2 separate regions of the Mus musculus genome follow, and region 2 is linked to region 1. A link is a contact called in public HiChIP or PLAC-seq data. All regions are on one chromosome and are shown on one strand. Each heading gives the region's core, a stretch centred on a gene start, on an enhancer-like site or on the middle of the called end of the contact. The rest is flanking DNA. Distances are from core to core; before and after follow the strand shown.

The links. HiChIP or PLAC-seq counts read pairs in DNA pulled down with a chosen protein or histone mark.
Region 2: a contact with region 1 is called in an HNF4G HiChIP or PLAC-seq map of pancreatic cancer cells. The contact joins the promoter of Hps6 here to the enhancer-like site in region 1. A contact is called at or near these places in 1 of 15 datasets of contacts at CTCF or cohesin (the NIH/3T3 cell line), 5 of 484 Hi-C or Micro-C datasets (the G1E-ER4 cell line, bone marrow-derived macrophages, microglia and 2 more), 7 of 115 datasets of contacts at active chromatin or transcription factors (the SCID.adh cell line, bone marrow-derived macrophages, embryonic fibroblasts and 2 more) and 3 of 9 other capture datasets (adipose tissue, liver and pancreatic islet).

Annotation. Positions count from the first base shown.
Region 1 is chr19:45,919,012-45,924,991 of GRCm38.p6, reverse strand. Armh3 (armadillo-like helical domain containing 3) reads left to right here. Exons shown (of 26, transcript NM_198296.2): 20 at 3,287-3,375. Among named protein-coding and RNA genes, the nearest start is that of 4930505N22Rik, 76 kb to the left of the region's middle. Within about 2 kb of position 4,046, at least 33 of the 459 cell types and tissues checked have an H3K27ac peak or open chromatin away from gene starts, as enhancers often do. A contact at or near this core is called in the NIH/3T3 cell line, embryonic fibroblasts and pancreatic cancer cells, where this site is marked.
Region 2 is chr19:46,000,854-46,006,743 of GRCm38.p6, reverse strand. Hps6 (HPS6, biogenesis of lysosomal organelles complex 2 subunit 3) reads right to left here and starts at 3,266. Exons shown (of 1, transcript NM_176785.3): 1 at 571-3,266. The coding sequence starts at 3,118. The coding sequence ends at 701. The region is part of intron 1 of 4930505N22Rik (RIKEN cDNA 4930505N22 gene); the gene reads right to left.

The DNA of each region.
Region 1 (5,980 bases), core at 2,797-5,296:
ATTTAAGTACCAGTCCAACCAGTGTTTGGTGAGTGAATAGATACAAAGTATTGGCCTGAGCTGGGAGAGTGGCCTGTGCTTATACGTTCCCAGCCTTAGGGAAGATGAAGGTCAGCCTCAACAGTCAGATAAAGACAAGAAGTCACCTGAAGCCGCTTGGGGACTTCATCTAATCTTTTAGGGACTTCAGTTCAGGTAAGATCAGATTTTTTACTTCCTTGTAGAAATGAATTTCAAGACAAGCCTATATGTAGTACATTTGGAGTTCAGTAAAATACTTTACTCTTCCTTCCATCCTCCCTCCTTCCCTTCCCTTTCCTTCCCTTCCCTTTCCTTCCCTTCCCTTCCCTTCCCTTCCCTTCCCTTCCCTTCCCTTCCCTTCCCTTCCCTTCCCTTCCTTCCTCCTTCCCTGCCCCCCTCCCTCCCTCCCTCCCTTCCTTACCTTCCCCCCCTCCCTCCCTTCCTTCCTTCCTTCTTTCTGCCCCGTCCCCCTTTGTTATTGTTATTGGTGGTGGTGGTAGTGGTTTGTTTTGTTTTGAGACAGGATCTCATGTATCCTAGGTTAGTCTAAACTCACTTTGGGGTCATTTCTTGGACCTCTTTGCAAAAGGGAAATAAGCAGAAAAAAAAAAAAAAACCTGGCATGGTGGTACACACCTTTAATCTGGGCACTTGAGAGGCAGAGGCAGGAGGATCTCTGTGAGCTTGAAAGTCTACATAATGAGTTCCAGGGCAGCCAAAGCTGCATTGTGAGACCTTGTCTCAAAGAGAAAAAAAAAAATCAAGAAACAGAAAAAGCCAGTGCTAACTGTGCTCTGAGAGGTAAGAGTCAGAGAACTGTCTAGACATGGGCTCCCAACCTGTGGGGTGTGATGACTCCTGTAAGAGTCGATGGCCCTTACTCTGGGGTTGCCTAAGCGGTCCGAAAACACAGACATTTATATAACAATTCAAACAGTAGTAAAACTACAGATATGAAGCAGTAGTGAAAATAATTTTATGATTGGGGGTCACTACACATGAGGAACTGAATTAAAGGGTGGAAGTGTTTGGAAGGTTGCGAACCACTGAGCTAGAGGAATTAAGTGCTAAATCACACAGCAATACAAACACACTCACTATGTAAGCTAAAGTTCGTTACTTGGCATCCTTCTGCTCCACCTTCATAGTGCTCCACCTACATTGTACTCCACCTACATAGTGCTCCACCTACATAGTGCTCCACCTACATAGTGCTCCACCTACATAGTGCTCCACCTGCATAGTGCTCCACCTGCACAGTGCTCCACCTGCACAGTGCTCCACCTGCATAGTGCTCCACCTGCACAGTGCTCCACCTGCACAGTGCTCCACCTGCACAGTGCTGGGGTAACCGATGCCTGCCTGTGTGTCCAGTGTATACAGTGTCCGGGATTGGACCTAGTTGCACTTAGGCAAGCTAGGTGGTTCAGCTTTAGCATCTGGAAATATTTTTTTATAAAATAGATATTAAGCCCAAGTTTTAAGGGAAAGTATTGGGCAAGAAGTTAAGAAATACTTGAAAGCCTGAGTGTGGGTGTCCCCAGGAGACAGCCTTTGTAACTTGGTGTAGCCAGCTAGATTGTTGGGTGGCTTTTGAAACAATTTTCTTCAAAGTGTTGCTGGAAATCTAAATGAGATGCTAGGTGAATAAGGTTACCTCCGGAGCACAGGGATGTAGTGCAGAAAGTTAGGAGGTCTCCACTGAAACAAAATTAATTTTGAGATCCCCAGAAACATCTGGGGTGGAGTGTGGTCCTACCCAAGGTCATACACATTCGGGCCTTAATCCTGGTTCATTGCTGTTTTAGAATTATCTGTGCCAGTAACCTCTTGCTTCTCAGCCGGCGTGAGCCTTCAGCTAGAATCAGCTACGAGTGAAGCATTGTCTTTCCATTCCATTTCCTCATTTTTTTCCCTGCCTCATTAGCCCTGGCTGCGTATCAAGTTCAAGGCTAGTCTAGTCTACATGAGACTGTTTCAACAAAACAAAACAGGCTGGGGATGTAGTTCATTTGGTAGAGTAGTTGCTTAGCATGCATAAAGCTCTGGATTTCATCACCAGCACCCCAAAAAAACTATCTGGTACTATCAGCGCTTGGGAAGTGGAGCCAGGAAGATCAAAAGTTCAAGGTCATTCTTAGGTGTAATATTAAGTTGGAAGCAGGCTTGTGCTACCTAAGATCCTGTCTCAAAACAGCAAACAAAGCACATTGTGTTGTTCTGATGTATTGAACAGTCCATATAATTGAAGAGTCCAATGACTGGACTATTGGTCCCTGTAGCTGCTGCAGCACTTGCAACTAATTCCTTGGTTTGTGCAACTAAGGACCTGGATTTTTGTGTGCTCCCTGCATCCCTAGGCTGATTTTTATTTAATTCCATTCATTATATATCTATTTCAATTTGTTTGTTTGTTTGTTTTGTTTTTTTGAGAAAGGGATTCTTTGAGTATCGCTGGCTGTCCTGGAACTTGCACTGTAGACCAGCCTGGCTTTGAGCTCAAGAGATCCACCTTCCTCTGCTTCCCGAGTGATAGGACTAAAGGTATCCACTACCACCCAGCTTCTTTATTTAATTTTGAGGCAGACTCTTACCTTGCTCACGTTGGCCTGGAACTTGCTATGCAGGTGCCTTTAGAGGCCAGGAAGCTCCAGGAAGTCCTGGAGCTGGAGTCACAGGTAACTACAAGCTGCTGGGACTCTGTTGAAGCCTGGTACCTGCTGAGCCATCTCTTAGAATTGAATTTGATCTAGAGCCTTAATGTCTTTAATTTTTTTATATCCAATCCATTCTTCTGTCTCTTACATTTTTTAAATTAACAATGTTTTATGTGTATGGGTGTTTTACCTGCATGTACACTTGCATAGCACATATATGCCTGGTATCCAGAGAGGCCAGAAGATGTTGGATTCCCTGGATCCGGAGTTACACACAGTAGTTAGCTGCCATGTAGGTGCTAGGAATCGAACAGGCCTTCTGGAAGAGACATTGATAGCCTTTTCAGTGGTGCCTTATTACAGGCCTCTAAGTGGTTGTAGTCCCATGGGTAGCACAAATATTGTGTGTGTGTGTGTGTGTGTGTGTGTGTGTGTGTGTGTGTGTGTGTGTGTGTGTGTGCAAGAGACTGACAGAGGAAATTCATCAGAATTATCTTTTTTCCTTTAACCCCAGTCTCAGTGGCCCCAGCCGAGCTGCCTCCCTACAGAAATGGTCCAGGTGAACTGTGATGGATTCTGAAGCTTGTCCGTTTCCTTTCTTATTGCAGGCGGTGTGTCCAGGTAGTGCATAAACTGCTGTGTTACCAGAAGAAGTGTAGAGTTCGCCTGCATTATACCTGGCGGGAGCTCTGGTCAGGTAATGTTCCTTCTTGAGTCTGTCCTCTTCCTTTGTGCTTTTTCTGACTTTTAGACTCAGGCTCAGACTGTTAGTAGCCCTTCTAGCCTCGCAGTTAGTTAGGATGATTCTGGTTTTACTTGTACTATTTATTGTTCACAATTCGGTTTTGTTTGAGTCTAGACTTCAGCATATTGTGTGGTCCACGCCTGCTTTCTTGTTCCCTCTCTTGCCCTGTCCTTTTGTCTGTGTATCAGCCTTTAGAAACAGTTGATGATTTTTTGAGTTCTGAGGCTTAATAATTAGCTTGGTACAGAGTGCTTGCCTAGCAAGTGTAAGGCCCTGGGGTTTGATCCCTAGCAGTGAGAAAAAAGGAAAAAGAAAAAAAAAATTCAAGAAGGGATATAATTTTTTTAGCCAAGCATAATGGCACAGATCTGAATTCCTAGCCCTGGAGGGAGAGGCAAGTGGATCTCTGTGAGTTCTAGGCCAGCCTGGGATACAGAGTGAATTCTAGGCCAGCCAGTGCCATGTAGTGATACCTTGTCTTAAAAAACAAAATCAACCAAACATGTCTTGAGTCTCAAATATTCTGGCTTTGTGTAACAGCAAGGAGGAAATCAGTGCAAACTTGGACTCTCACTCCCTTCCATTTGGTAGCAGCATATGGACTATAGGGAGCCTCTGTGTTTCCTCAAGATGAGTAATCTCAGAAGGAATGGCATTAGGCGGGTGGGGATGGATGGGGGCGGAGAGATGGGGGGAGCCCTGTTCTTTTGTTACATCTGGCATTATTACTGTTTACAGACTGTGTAGATGGTACCACTCCCCCTGTGCCAGAGACAAAACAGAAAATTACAATGTTTACTTCGGTCTTTATATCCATTTGGTAACCCAGTAAAGTCACTGCCACCCCTGCAGGCGGGAAGTGGCTCTTCTCTAAGGGCACAGTTAATGCTAGCTTGCCACCCTTTCTTTTGTGTGACTAAATTGGAGGTTTGGGAAAGCAAAGCCTGTCCCCTGAGGCAGTTGCTTGCTGCTGTCCCGTGGCTTTGTGACCTGATGGGATAATAGTTTTCTCCAGATGATTACAGTGATGAGTGGCTACCCTCGGGTGGGGTGCTTCTCTCTGTGCTGAGCAGAAGAGAGAGTGTTAGTGTCGGGGGGCTTGGTAAGATAGCAGGCCAGGAGCCCAGCCCCTTCCGTGGAATTCATCTCCCTTGTTGTGACACATGCTTTCCTCCCAGCTTAATTTGGCTTTCTAAATTTAGACCTCCATAATGGGAAGTAGAGATCTTTAATTAATGGATTAGCAAGTTTTCAGCAGTTACTGCGTATGATGGTAATAGGGAGGGCAGGACAGTCACACTAAAGGCAACAGCGGCAATTTTAGTCGGAGTTTTAGGAGAGAAGAATATAGTCATGAGGGTTTAAAATTGAGGGCATGTTAGAAGAGATATTGAAAGAGATTGAAATGACATTTTCTGTGTGTGTGTGTGTGTGTGTGTGTGTGTGTGTGTGTGTGTGTGTGTTGTTTGAGACTGGTTCTTGCTCTGTAACCCTGAACTCAAGACAGTCTTCCTGTTTCAGCCTCCCAGATGCTGGAATTATAGGCATGTACCACCCACATATAGATAATAATATAATTATAGAGCTCTGGAAGTCTAGAATGTAAAAGAGAATGAAAATAGTACAGGTGTGTATACTTGGGGCAGTTGTAGGATACATAACAATGCCTGTGGTTAGAGTCTGTCATGAGATGATGTCATGGTAGTGGTTAGCAGTCCTGTGGCGGCAGCAGTTGTCTCCCGCTTCTGGTTCTCATCTAGTTTTATCCTTTTTTTTTTGGTCATTTCCCTGTGGCCCCTGTGGACTGGCTAGCTGCCCCTCCCTCTCATCCCCTGTCCTCTTACTCACCGTTCCACTGTGTGCTGCTCACTGATCTCCGCTGTACCCTGTTGTGTTGTCCTCCATCTTTCATTCAGGCTTCCGGTTGTTCTGCATCCGTTTCACATTTCCTATCGCGGTTTTCTTGTCATTTATTTGTTTACTCACTTATTTACTTATTGGTTTTTTTTTCTTCTTTTTGTGACAGGGTTTTTCTGTGTAGCCATGGTTTCTCTGTGTTTTGCTCTGTAGACCAGGCTGGCCTTAATTGAACTCAGAGATCTGCTATTAATCCCACTGATAGAGAGTAAAGACCATTACCCAAATTCTTTTACTAGAAGTAAGCGAGCTTTATTCTCTGTCACACAGGGCTGTTTCCTTAGAGCAGGGTTTGAAAGAACCACATTGAACATAGGAGAAAGTGGGATTAACAGAAAACAGGAATGACTTTACCTGGTAACAAGACGGCTTCTAGTCTTAAAATGGAGGAGGCTCTCACTCACTGCCTCTGCCTCCCAAGTGCTGGAATTGCCCATAGGTGTAACTGTAACCGGAGGACGGCTAGCATTTTGTTGGTTTAGTTAGTAATCTATAAAGAAAACAAAAAAAAAACCAAAAAACCAATTCTTTATCCTGAGTTGGTTGGTTAACTTTATGTCTTTGAGAACTTTCTGTCTTATTCTGCTCGGAGATTACTTGCTGTCTTGATTAATGTTCAGCAGTCTGTAATGTGTTAAAG
Region 2 (5,890 bases), core at 2,017-4,516, 83 kb before region 1:
TGCAGTCCGTCTGTCTGTCCCCCAGCTCCCCAGCAGTGACTCATTACTAGTCTGGAGCCCTACAAACAACCCCCTTGTCTGTATAAACCAGGGACTGCTCAAGAATGGGGGGAAGTAAGCAAGGGCTTAGGACAAATATGGGCTTCTTTCCCCAAGGCCAGAAGAGACCCAGGGAAAAAAAAGAGAGCCCTATAGAATTCTCTCCTTGAAGTCCCGGAGAAGCCAGCACTAGGTAAGGAGCTTGCAGGCACTGCTGGGCTATGGAGTGACATGGCTCACATGTTCAAGCCTCTATGTTCTAGGTGATAAACTTGGCCAAGCTCTTTCATCTTTCTAGCCAGCTACTTCTTCTCTCTAGAAAATGGAGACATTAATACTTCATCAGTGGAGTTATGAGAAGCATTAAATAAGGAATTCTATAAAGATCAACAGGTTTCCTAGCACACAGGAAACACACTCAGGACTATTGTTTCCATGACCAGAAGTAGCTGATTTATGCAAGACATCCAGATTCAACCATTCCCTCGATAAGCTACAACCCTTAGCTGTTCAAAACTTAACACGCACAAGAAACCTCTGTGAGTATATTTGGTATTTGCATGTATTTTAAAAATTGTTCCACAACAGACAGTATTGCACACACAAGTCCCACCTTCGTGCTTCATAACCCTAGGTACCCTTCCCTTCGCATCTCTGTGCTCTACAAATGAACTCCCACATCAGCTGCACCGAGCCCTTGTCCAGGTGGTACCCAGGCTTCTTGTCCTGGATGGTCTGATGCCGGGAGAGAAGCAGTGGGTCCACGAGGTGGTGTAGGGGGTGGAGTGCCTGGGTCCCATAAGATGTCCTCATAGGTGCTTTGAACTGGGCCAGACGGCCTTCCTTGAGCCCCAGTCTGTTCTAGCAGGGCTCTGACCAAGCCCACTGTGAGAGGGGGCTCTGCCCCAGGCTCAGGGAAAGGGGTGGTTCCCTCATCATCTGGGAGATGTGTCCTCAGCAGAAGTAGGAGCTCATGTGGAGCCACTTCCGGTGGGCACAGGCGACAGAGGAGAGGGAGGTGTGCATCCAGGCGGCGGTGCTGGGCAAACTCTGCCAGCAGCAGCTTAAAGATCTCACTTCGAAGCAGGGGGCTGGAGGCATCCAGGGCCAGCCCGGCTTCCAGAGCCCGTTCCCACTCTTCTTTCTTTATCAGCTGCCTTACAGCTTGTAGCACGGCTTTGGGTCGCCCACTGCCCAAAAGCAACTCGAGTTCCAGAGCCTCAGGCCTCTTCCCTTCCTCACCTAGCACTGCCAGGGCTCGGCGGTAAAGGGGCAGACTGGGGCCTTCAGCCCCCCAGCCGGGGCCACCCTGCTGCTGTGCCAGTTTCACAAATGGGGGGAGCCACTGAGGCTCGAGCTGGCCCAGGCACTGACACAGGAGTTCAAAGGGCGGCAGTATTCCATTGGGATGTTCCTTTCCAGCTGTTGGAGCCCTTAGGACCTTCTTCCATACATCCGGGGGTGCTTGGGACCTCAGCCTGCCACTCCTATCTGGCTGGAGCTGCAGTGCCTGGAGGGTGGCACCCCAAGCTGCTGTAGGAAGGGCTTGGAAAATGGTGTTGAATTGGGCCAGCTGGTCTCCTGTCAACTGGGTTCTCAGCAGGCGGGCCACCTCGTGCTCCGCTAACTCAGTCCAGCCAGCCTCCTCATCGTCCCCAGCCACCAGCTGGGCCTTGAGCTGTTCTATACTACGATAATCCCGGAGCTCAGCCCTCAGGGTTGTCAGGAGTGTAGACGGGGGCAGGTGGCCCTGGAGGATGGAGGCCAGGGCCTGAGGTGCCCGAAACATGCTGTTGTGTCTCAGTTCTTCTGGGGTAAGCTGGGTACCTCGAAGGCTCCGACGCTGGTAGTACCCACAGGCCTCCTCAAACACCAGGTCCTTGTCTGAAGGCAGCTCAAGGCCTTGGGGAGTTTCCCAACACACACAAAAGAGACCCAAGGCTGAAAGCAATCGTAGGGCTCCTCGGGTCTCCAGCTCTTCCTCGTTCTTCATGCCCGGGGCTGGAGGCTCCAGCAAATGTACTCTGTCTGTACTGAGAACCTTTTTTTCCAACAGCCGCCCACTGCTCATGTCCAGTAGTTCCAAGGTGGAGCCCAGGACACAGGCTAAAGTGCCGTGAAATGTCCCCAGGGCTGCAGACCCTTTTAGGCTTACAGGGGCCTCCTGCAGGATTCCCACGGTTCGAGTACCACCATGGCACTGCACTAGGCTCACCTTCCCTTTCAAGTCAAGCAACAACAAGCCCTGCGAAGATGGGGCCCAAGTGTGTACAGCCAGTGGCTCCCTGGGGGACAGGAATCCAGGAAGGCCTCGCAGCAGGGTCCGGAAGTCCCAAGTGTCCCCTTGTTTGGGATTCAGGCTTTTACTGTGTGAAAGACCAAGAGATGGAGCAGCAACTATTACCTTCCCCTTGCTTGGGCTCCAGATGAGCAGAAGGTGGGCCACACCAGACCAAGTGTTGGTAGTAGGCACCAGGAAGAGGTCCTTGCGGGAGGCTATCAGTCCAAAAAGGGGGCAATGGTGTAGCAGGATGTGGGTGCAGCCTAGTTTGGTGCCAGCCTCCCCGCTGGTTTCCAGGGTCTTGAAGCACACACGGTGGCTGAAGGCCGTTGAAAGCTGCTCTGGTTGGTCCTTAACACCCGGCTGACGCTCCTCGCACCAAACTAGGCGGCCTCGGGTTGCGGCCACGGCCATCACGCGGGCTCCACCATCCGGACACAGCTCAGTGCTCTGAAGTAGCTTCCATCCAGGCTCCATCCCCACGCCCCAAACCTCTGCTAGGCCACTCTCCCATACCAAGATCAGCGCGGGTCGCGCCAGCCACGGCACGAAAAAGACGTCCAGCGGCGAGGGGTCGCCCTCCGGCCAGGCACGCTCCAGCGGCAGGCCGGGCCCACGCACAGCCACTAGAAGCTGTGGGGCGGGCGATCCGGGGGGTCTTAATAGCAGCAAGTGGCGGCCGTCAGGGCTGCAGCGGACTAGGACAGCTGGGTCCCCCGCCAACAACTCGCGGAGCCGGGCCGCGCCGGTGAAGTTGCTCAGATCCGAAAGCAGGCGCAGAGTTCCTGCACGCTTCATGACGCCTCTGCCGCAGGAGCTAGCCAAGGCCTGATCGCCCAGTGGGGCGAGGCCGGACTGCTAGTCCTGGTACCCGGGGGAGTGCAGGGCTGACACTTCCGTCCCTGGTGAATGAGGTGAGCCAAGCCCTGGACTGAACGTCGACTCCGCCCGGCCCCGCCCCGCCAGGCGAGGTCCGGGATTGCCCCAGGGCACGCCCCGCTAGCGCTGCGCGCCGGGGGCGGAGCTGCGGGAAGATGTCCGAGGGAGGAGCATCCGCAGCACCCAAGGGTCCCCGCTCTGGATTCAAGTTTCCTAGGCACCGTGAGAATGTCTCAAAACGTCTCCCTTCTTTCTGAACCTCGCTCTTTCACCTTATTTGTGGTTGAGTACTGACACCGTATCAGCCCTGACCAAATAGCAAATCTCAACCGCCTGGAAATTTAGTGGAAAAACTGTAAGGTTAACAACCCTCCGCTCACCAGGCTGGCCACAAATTCACAGAGATTCTCCTGTCTCTGCCTCCCAAGTGCCGTGATTAAAGTTCATCACTACCATCCCTGGTCTTTATACATATGTTTTAAATTTGAAGTCAGCATACAAAGTAATGAATTTCATGATCGCATCCCCTTCCTCCATATTCTTAGTCCTGTGTGCACCTGTGAAGGCTGGAGGTCAGCCTCAGTGTCTTTCCTCAGAAGCCAACCTTCTACACTGTTTTGAGAGAACTTCTTTCACTAGGACCTCTCACCCACTAGGTTGTGCTAGCCAGCCAATGAGCTCGGGAGATCCTCCTGCTTCAGTCTCCCACGCTGGGATTATAGACTCGAACCACAATACCAAGCATTGAGGATAGAATTAGCGTCTTAAGCTTTTGAGGTATGCACTTTATTGACCAAGCTATGGCTGGCATTTTTACACATATATATATTATTCTACTTTGTTCCTGTTCACTGCCTTCCTCATTAAAAATTTAAATTAAATTATATTGAATGTGTGTGTGTTTGTGTGTGTATCTATGTGTGTCTGTGTTTGTGTGCGTGCAATATTATGGGCATACGCCACAACACCCACTCAGAGGCCAGAGGACAACTTTCGGAGCTGGTTCTTGCCTTGTACCACGTGGTTCCTGTGGTGGTTTGACTAAGAATGGTCTCCCACAGACGCATATATCTGAATAGTTAGTCATCAGAGAGTGGCACTCTCTGAGAAGAACTGGGATTAGTTATGTGTGGCCTCCTTGGAGGAAGTGTGTCACTGGCAGTGAGCTTTGCGATTTCAACCCCCCATGCCAGGTCCAGGTTCCCGTCTGCCTGTGGATGGGACTGGAGCTCTTAGCTACTGCTTCACTGCCGTGTGCATCACCGTGCTCTCTGCCAATGATGATAATGGATTGATGCTCTGAAACTGCAAGCAAGCCCCTCATTAAATGGTTTCTTGTATAAGAGTTGTCCTGGGGCTGGCGAGATGGCTCAGTGGGTAAGAGCACCCGACTGCTCTTCCGAAGGTCTGAAGTTCAAATTCCAGCAACCACATGGTGGCTCACAACCATCTGTAACAAGATCTGACTCCCTCTTCTGGAGTGTCTGAAGACAGCTACAGTGTACTTACATATAATAAATAAATAAATCTTAAAAAAAAAAAAAAAGAGTTGCCCTGGTTGTGGTATTTCTTCACAGCAATAGAAGAGTGACTGAGACAGGTGTCAGGAATCAAACTCAGGTGTGGGAACGTGGTTCACGGATGAAGCTGTGAGGAGCTGAGACCTTGTGGGAGAACTCCGAATAAACGAGTCTATAAACAATAAACAAGATAACCTCTGCACCCTCCCCAGCTGTATCAGAGAGGAGTAAATTAACTTATGTTATTGATTACAACTGACTATTGTTGTCTTTACGCCTCTATGGAAAAACATGTTTTTGTTTTTGCCACATGCGGCTTGTCCTTGTGACTGGACACTTTACTTAGTTGACTCCTTTTAACCCTTAGAGTAAAAACTGTCTGCTGCGAGAAATGAAGTTGGCTATGGCATAAAACTTTAGTTCACGGACGCTTCAGGCTGGCTCTCCCAGGTTCACACCGCCAGCTGGAGTAGCAACATCAGGTTCAGCAGCACTGATGAAAGTCCGTACTCACGCACTGAGGTGTTTCCTCAGCAATATATATATATACATATATATGTATATATGTGTGTGTGTTTATATATATATATATATGTTTATATATATGTTTATATATATATTTTTTGGGGGGGGACACAAATTCTCACTCTGTAGCTCTGTAGCCTGGCTTGTCCTTGAACCCTTGACAATCCGTCGGCCTCAGCTGCCCAAACACTGGAATTATAAACTGTCGTTCCTGTATCTGCATGAACTGCCATACCCTGTTCCCCGAATACTGATTGATTTGTCAGGCTCCCCTGTTTGGGGAGGGCATGCTTTTTTTTTTAAGATTAATTTTTATTTTGGGGTTTTGAAGAGATGGTTCAGCCATTGAGAACACTGTGTTTTTCAAGGGGACTTGAGTTGGCTCTCAGTACCCTCACAAATGCTTACAACTCTAGCTACAGGAATTCACTCTCTTTGGGCCTGCACAATCAGCCAGCCACAACACAAATAGAAAGTATAGAAAGTAAAATCTTGAAAATTTATTTTAATGTATGAATGTGTGTATGCCACATGTGTGTAGCTGCTTAATGAGCCCAGAAGAAGATATCATACCCCCCCAGAAGAGGACATCATATTCCCCTGGAGCTGGAGTTTCGGTGGTTGTCAGCCATTTGATAGTGAGTGC